Linked DNA regions of Mus musculus: region 1 is linked to region 2. The links are chromatin contacts, called in public Hi-C maps. All regions are on one chromosome and are shown on one strand. The core of a region is the stretch at or near the end of the contact, and the rest is flanking DNA. Distances in the headings are between cores, read along the strand shown.

The links. Hi-C and Micro-C count contacts between places; a contact is called where the count stands out from the background.
Region 1: a Hi-C map of cerebral cortex shows a contact between it and region 2, with 1.9 times the contacts expected there. The contact joins the enhancer-like site here to the promoter of Pmfbp1 in region 2. A contact is called at or near these places in 10 of 39 promoter capture datasets (the 3T3-L1 cell line, the C10 cell line, the HPC-7 cell line and 6 more), 17 of 484 Hi-C or Micro-C datasets (the C10 cell line, the HPC-7 cell line, the N1E-115 cell line and 7 more), 2 of 115 datasets of contacts at active chromatin or transcription factors (embryonic stem cells and epiblast stem cells) and 3 of 9 other capture datasets (adipose tissue, embryonic stem cells and pancreatic islet).

Annotation. Positions count from the first base shown.
Region 1 is chr8:109,535,154-109,539,211 of GRCm38.p6, reverse strand. Pmfbp1 (polyamine modulated factor 1 binding protein 1) reads right to left here. Exons shown (of 21, transcript NM_019938.3): 15 at 3,236-3,400; 16 at 2,493-2,660; 17 at 2,008-2,175; 18 at 1,168-1,271; 19 at 539-613. Among named protein-coding and RNA genes, the nearest start is that of Dhx38, 29 kb to the left of the region's middle. Within about 2 kb of position 2,316, at least 24 of the 459 cell types and tissues checked have an H3K27ac peak or open chromatin away from gene starts, as enhancers often do. A contact at or near this core is called in cerebral cortex, where this site is marked.
Region 2 is chr8:109,491,765-109,495,488 of GRCm38.p6, reverse strand. Pmfbp1 (polyamine modulated factor 1 binding protein 1) reads right to left here and starts at 1,462. Exons shown (of 21, transcript NM_019938.3): 1 at 1,382-1,462; 2 at 534-594. The coding sequence starts at 584. Gm39246 (a long non-coding RNA gene) reads left to right here and starts at 1,508. Exons shown (of 2, transcript XR_879182.3): 1 at 1,508-1,603.

The DNA.
Region 1 (4,058 bases), core at 1,067-3,566, 43 kb before region 2:
CTGTCCTCAACCTCCCTTACACAGCCATGCCTCACTCCCAATAGACAAACCTTTGACCAGGAGGTGAAGCAGGGTCACAGGGAGAGTAGGACCCTAAGTAAAGGTGCCTCAGTTTCCCGAGGACAAGGTCAAGCAGAGGAACCTTCAACCTGGACTTCCTGCCTTGAAAGCAGTGAGCCATGGCTTCCTTTCGCCTTCGTTCATGGACATCTCTTCCAGCCACTTAGTCCATACACATAGTCCTGTCTGCCACTACTCATTCTTTTCTTAATGCCCTCAGCCTCTGAAACTCACAGGAGTTGAGTGGAAGAAGGAGGTGTGTGATCTCTTACTGTATTGCCATTGAGGGGGAAGGTATTAAGGTCCCTTGTCAGTATAGTCAAGTGACATGTTAGTGTTGCAAAGGAACTGTTTCGGGTCTCAGGGTCTGCCTGGATCTTAGTTTTGTTTTGTTTTTCCTGGGGGGCTGGTCCCCATACAGAATGTCAATCAACCAGGGGTGGTCCCAAGAGGCAACTGTCCAGGGAGGAAGACTTACTCCTTTTCGCCAGTCAACTTGGCAATGTATTTAACCTGCTCTCTCAGCTTGTTTCCCAACTTCTCATTGGCAATCCTGTAACAAAACACACAGGGGAGGGATGACTCTTCCCTAGAGCTGCGAGAAGCTGGCTGATGGGCACTGGGTCTTCCCAGGAGGGTTTCTGCTGGCTCCTTGCCCCCCTCCTGCCCCCCATCAATCACCTCTTCCCTAGAGGGAGAGCCTTGTCAGTCACAAAGGGACTCACATTCTACTAATGCCTTGGTCTACAAGGGATTGGATTCCAAGTGAGGTTGGATCCCAACTTAGGAAGAGGAAGCGTGGACCTCATGGAAACGGGCTCTGTGCTTCTGATGCTACTCTGTTGCTATGCTACAGGCTTTGCAAGGTTGGATCCCAACTTAGGAAGAAGAAGCTTGGACCTCCTGGAAACGGGCCTTCCCGTCGGATGCTACTCTGTTGCTATATAGCAGGGTTTGCAAGATGGCCTGAAAGGGCCAGACCCCTCTTGTCTGATTCTCAGTTCTTGTGAGTGAGTTCTCCGGCAAGCATGTGTGACTGACTTGTCACTGTGGTTCTCAGTTCTTCCTGGCCGTGGGACCTACCCTACCTCTGTCTCAAATACTCACTTCTGCTCCTTTGCCCATTGTTCCACGTTGTTCATAATCTGGTCATTCTCCCGGTGGTGCCTGCAGGTTTCTTTGGGGGTTAGCTTTGCAGGCGGGGAGTACGGCTTTACACACAGGAAGGAAAAACAAGACGATAAGGGATGAGAACACCGACTGCTACCTCCCCCTCCCCCAAATACTGGATTCTTCTTTCTGAGAAAAGAAAAAAAAAATCAGCTCTGCTGCCCAACCTGAGGCTAGAGCTGCCACATGAGGAACCTGCGTAACTCACAGTGGTGACACCTCGGAGGAGGCACGGTTCGTGGCTGATATGTACACTGATAGTAATGATTCTCAGGCTAATGGCAGTGGAGTGACTTGTTCTAAAACAGCAGTGTTTTAGAACAAGTATAAACACAGCCAACGGAAGAAGACAACCAGGAAGAAGAGGTGCTTCTTTTTCATTTGAGCAAGGGCCCTGTGGTCTGCCGTGGATGTCCCTGCTCTGGTTGCTGGATGTGTGGCTTGTCTAGAAAGCTTCTTATCTGCTTGGATGGCAAAAACTAGCAGGACATGCTCAGAGGGCAGCAAACCAGGGTAGGGGTGGGAGGGGGGCATCTTTGTGAGTGGAAACTGATGTCCCAGTCTTTTGCTGGGACCAGGCTTCTCTTGGTTAGAAATGACCCAGAACTATCCAGACTCGGCTCCCTGCTGAATAATGCATGTGTGTGTGTGTGTGTGTGTGTGTGTGTGTGTGTGTATGTGTGTGTGTGTGTGTGTAAGTGTGTGTTCCTTCCATCCCCCCAAATTGCCCAGTCAGGAGGGGTGGAGAGGAAGTGACAGAATCCAAACTGTGCCCACCTCCTTCTCATCTGCAAGGAGGCTCTCTCTTAGGGTCGCCATTTCCTCCTGGAATTCTCGGAGCTGCGACTCCTTAGCTGCCAACATCTTAAGGTCACTCTGGTGCTGCCTCTGCCACTGCAACACCTGGTTGCTCATCTCCTCCAGCTTCTTGTCAAAGTTGTGCACCTACTCAGGAGTGCAAAGTGAGGGGATTGGGGAGGGGTAGTAGGGAAGACGGGACCAGGCAAGGAGGAGTAGACTGGCTTGGGGGGAGTACAGGGGTGTGTGCCTTTAATTTCCAGTGACCAGCAGAGGGCGCCCCTGCTCTGATCTTCCTTCCTTGCCTGCCTGTCAGTCCACAAGCAGAGAAGGTGGAGTGAACCCAGCAGCCAAAGGGTACTGGCTGAGTGCTAAATAATTCTGCCTGCAAAAGGTGACCTTGTGGACCTCTAATAGGAAGGGAGCCCGAGTGAGCGTCCCCTCCCCCACCCCCAAACTCTCACCTCTTGCTCGCTCTGCTGTTGGAAGCCCTGCAGTTTTTTTAACTCCATATTGAGCTTTTTCATCCTTTCCTCATAAGCCGCGATTTCATCTTCCAGTTGAGCTTTCCTCTCCTGGGTCTGTTGCAAGGAGCGATTCAGGCTCTTTGTCTCTGAGGTTGCCTGAGTGAGCTTTCAGCAGAAAACACAGAGTGGATTAGAGTGGCCTCCAGGGCCCTTGGTCTTCTCGGCTGAGTCTTTAGTACAGAAGGTCCCAGGCCCTCTCTGTGGTGGTGCCCATGGTCAGGCTGCAGGTGGTCCAGAGGGAAGGGGAGGGAGAGCAGGTGGCTTTCACCTCTCTTCCCAGTCTTTCATCCTTCCTCATTCCATTTCCAGTTTTTTGTTTTTTGTTTTTTTTTTTCCCCACCGATCTGTAGACATGACCACCAGAGACGGGGCATGGATTCCCCTGATAATCCAGACTTTGGGAAAAACCCTGTCTGTGAATCACCAGTGAGCGGGAAGACTGGTTCGATATTATCATCTCTGCCACCCTACAACGAAGCCGAGGACACCAACATATAAAACTAAGAGAACGCAGGCCTTCGTTGGACAGACCGCCCTGTCCGGGCAAGGGTTAAAAAGCACTGAAGAGTGTCAGTCATACAAGAAATTGACTCCTGTCCACTCGTAGCCCCCCCCCCCCGAGTTTCTTTGACTACTTCTTTGGCAGAGAGTGGGCGTGGCCTCACCTTGCGTGGCCTCACCTTCTCCAGGGCCTGTGTCAGGTCGTCCTGGCAGTTGCCCGACTTCCGCACAAGTTCCTCATAAGCTTCTTTACTAACCATGTTCTGGAAACAGTTCTTCTCTTTCTGGATAGCCGAATCCAGCTGTGTCTGCAGAATCATGATGGAATCCTTCTGGCGGGCTATCTTTAGGGAACAAGAACATCACTATCAAGGCTGTTCCTGGCATGCACAGATGCGCGACTGTAGGAGGCAGACAGGAATTGGGCGCTCTGTCATAGCTGCTGATGTGCACGCGCACATCTCCGCCTCCCTGATAGGAAGAGCAGAGCCCCTTCTGAGCTGCTTGGTATCTCTCCAGCTTCGTTTCTCTTTATGGCTACCATATCGCCAATATAAAAAAAAAAGCTCCGGAACCTGCTAAGTAGATAAGATATGTTTCATAGATGCAAAGATGTCTGTCTGGGCTGGGGAGATTGCGCTGGGGAGATAGCTCGGTCCATACAGTGCTTTCAAGGACTTGCGTTAGACTCATAGAACCTGTTTTAAAAAGATGGATCTTGGGGCTGGAGAGATGGCCCAGTGAGGACCCAAGTTCAATTCCTGGTTCTTACATAGTGGCTTACAACCATCTGTAACTCCAGTCCTGGGGGATCTGATGCCCTCTACTGGCTTCCGTAGGCATTGCATGCATGTGGTTCACAGGGATACATGTAGCCAAATCATATATACATTTACATAAAAAAATTTTTAAAAAGATGCTGGGTATGGCAGTATGCTCTTATAATCCCAGTTCTGGGGACATTAAATAAGTAACCCTCTGGGATTCACAGGCCAAGCAGAC
Region 2 (3,724 bases), core at 213-2,712:
CTAGATAAAGTGAAATGTTGGCATTACTAGGAAATGTCTGGGGCTTAGTGGTTGAGAGCAGTGGCTGCTCTTCCAGAGGTCCTGAGTTCAATCCCCAGCAACCACATGGTGGCTCACAACCATCTATAAGGAGATCTGATGCCCTCTTCTGGTCTGCGGATGTATATGTAGCAGAGTGCTCACATTAAATAAATAAATACATTAAAAAATATATAAAGTGTCCATTAGGTGCTTTTTGTACACAGTACCTGATAAACTTCCTGGTAAGCAATGGAAATATGTGCTTATCATGTGTACTCTCTCTGAGGAGGCTCAGGGAAGGTGCGCAACATGGTCCAGGTCACTCCACTGTTAGGTGTGGACCCAGAGGGGCTGAGGCTCGAACTGGGGCTCTTAAATCTATGTTGTGATGTCTGCTCTCCCCATGGTGTTTCATGCTGCTTATTCCCAGAATTTGGAACCATGGAGCTTGGAAGCAATCCCTTCTTCAACAAAGATTCTCTTTCTTGTGAGCAGGCAGTTGGGAGCCTTACCTCATTCTTCAGTCCCTTGGCAGTTCGTAATTCTCCTTTAAGCTTTAGCATTTTTGTAAACCTGAAAAAGTCCAAGTGTTTAAGATGGAAAAAGCATAAATGAGTCCAGCCTTTTAAAGGATATTTTTCCCCCAGCTGGATCTATGCCCTCAGCAGGGGAGTTGGAAAACATCTCCTAAACTGTTAACAATACCCCAACTTTCCTGCCCATCTGTCTGTGTTTTCACGTGGGTTAAAACCTTTGTGAGGGAGGCAGGGCCATAGTTTTACATCTTTCCCAAAAAACCACTATGTGGCAGACTAAAAAGTTCTTGAATTTACTGTTCTAGGGAAGAAAAAGGGCTGAGCTGAACTTTCTAGATGTCCATGGGTCAGATATAGTTAAGACTTAGGTTTTTTATGGACCACACAAGATGTATATGACCTATTCCCATAATAACTCAGGGGTTGGGGGGGCAAGAAATACTAATATCCCTATTACCTAGAGAAGGAAGGAAACTTAGGCTCAGAGAGGTTAAGTAGCTTACCCAAGATCACAAAGACTCTCTTACTACTCCATGAAGCTTGCCCGCTCATTTGACCACTATGACTATGAAATGTCCAATGATAGGACTTGTTTTTGAAGCCCAGCTTGCCATGGTGGGGATTAAAAAGATAGAAATCTTGTAAAGTTTGGAGAATTATCTCAATTAAAAAGCTTCCAGTGAAACCAAAGATGGCCACACATGTACTGGTGTGTAAGTACGGGGTGATGTGGTTGAGGTCACAATGCACTGGACTTCCTAAAAATAATCTCATTCATTATGTTCTTAACTAGAGGGTTGGATGAAGTTCCCCCAGACACTTACCTGCAGAATGGTTCCAAGAATGAGAAGCCACCAAATACTCATTCTTTGTGATAAGCTACATCCCCCATCCCTAATATAAGCCAAGAAGAAAGAATAGCTATGAGGTGTAGAACTTGGAATGTTTTATGGAGCAGTATTCTGGTTTTCTGCATTCTGGGTCCTCTTACATCTTCATGCATAGAGGTGCATCATGGGAATGATGACATCGCTCCATCTTACCTGGTAAGGCTAGGTTGGGTGATTTCACACCAACAAACCCTAACTCTCAACAGCTCAAAACAAGAAAGGTTGCTTTCGCTCTGGCTACGCGTATCGTGTGGAGCTCTGCCCCACATTGTCCTGACTTGGCTCCTTATTTTCCTCAGTTCGTGGAACCCCTATTATCTAGTATGTGGTCTGTTGCTATGACGGCAGGCAGGTAACATGGTGAAGACCATCCTGGTTCATAAAGTGGAAGTGAAGCACTTCATTTCTGCTCATTGTTTACTGGGTTCAAAGAAATTATACAATCGCACCTAACTTCCTTTGATCTCCAAAGGGGATATTAGTGAACATCACAAATAATTCTCACACTAGGCAAGCCAAAAAGATTAAAACCCATGTGAATCATGTCCTATCGGAAGGCCTCATCTCTTCGAGTCCCCATCTTTGCTGTAGTAAGTGACCTGCCTGGTTTGTCCTAGTTCTCAACTTCACCGCCTTGCTGTTCTATCTTGACAAACACCTTTATTCAATAAGAACTATAAACTCCGTCTGAGCATCACACACTACAGATGTGTTCTTGAGAGTGAGATTTCTCTCCAGGAAAATCCACAGGATCATTAGCAGATGGTTCTCAAATAAAACCGCATCTAAAATTAGGCAGAAAGAAAAACCCTCACAAATCATTTTCTAGATTGCCTTCATTCCAAAGAGTATTTCGAAGGGAAATTAGAAGGCATTGGTTTCATTATTCCTATGAAATATACCAGACTGTAGCAAGAAAAAGGTCAAAGGAAACAATGATGGAATTCTGTCCCGCGAGGAAGACACTGGACTCCTGTGAGTCACTTGCAGTAACGGTGGTGGGCAGTTCAGAAATACTTACGGTTGAGAGGAATGAAGGGTTGTGTGGTACATTCCAGAGGCACTTGATGTAATGTTAGCTAGGTAGATAAGAGGCAACATAGAACGAGGTTCCGTACTCCATAAGTAGTCACCTGGAACTCTCACAATGCCCTTTTAGGAGAATGGCTGACAAACATTTTGTGCAGTAGGAGGCTCATCCCAGAGGGAACAGAAGAGTCTTCCAGATCCCTGGTTACTGTCCTTTTGGACCTAAGACTTCTTCAATGTCCTCTCTTCTAAGGCCCCTGGCTTCATGTCTTTGTCTCTTGCATCTCTGTTGAGCCCAGCACTTCTTCAAGCCTCACTGGTTACGTTTGCCCAGGGAACTGTTTTCTCCATTTCAAAGTCTTAGCTTCTGTTTTCAGTGTTTCTCTTGGTGACAGCTGTGCCCAAGGGAAAAATGATTCGTGGTCTAAATAAAAATTTAGAAGCCCCAGGGACTGGAGAGATGACTCAGAGGTTAAGAGCACTGACTGCTCTTCCAGAGATCCTCAGTTCAAATCCCAACAACCACATGGTGGCTCACAACCATCTATAAAGAGATCTGATGCCCTCTTCTGGGATGTCTGAAGACAGCTACAGTGTATTTAATGTATAATAAATAAATCTTAAAAAAAAAAAAAACCTTAAAGGCCCATGAAGATGGACTGGTAGGTAAAAGCAGTTGCCATGCAAACCTGATGACTGGCGTTTGGTCCCTGGAACCCATGTTAAGAAAGAAAACAGCTGGATATAGGGGTGCACATCTGCAATCCCAGAACTCCTATGGTTAGGTAAGGCAGCTGGAAGCTTCCGGGGCAGCCTGGAGGATGCTACAAGAGAAACAAGAGAAACCCTGTCTCAACAAGTAGAAGGTAAAAGCTGACCAAAAAAAAAAAAAAAAAACGGAGGTTGTCCTGGGTCTTCCATACGCATGGCATGCATGCGTGTATATATGCATGTATAGTTTCATGCACACACATACACACACATGCACATACAAAATAAATAAAACCTTAGCTATTCTAGTCATACTGTGCTCCCCCATCAGCCCTTTCCCAGAGCACTAATGTATGCAGGCAAGAAACAAGACTTTCTCCCACTTGGGAGTCAGCTATGAACTCAGGCAGAGAAGGAAAAAATAATCTAGTTTTCATTACACAGTCTCTTTATTATGCTCCGTTCCACCACACAACAGAAACTTCGTCTTAGCTACTTCTAAGAAAGGGTCATTATTATCAGGTAAAAATTAAGCCA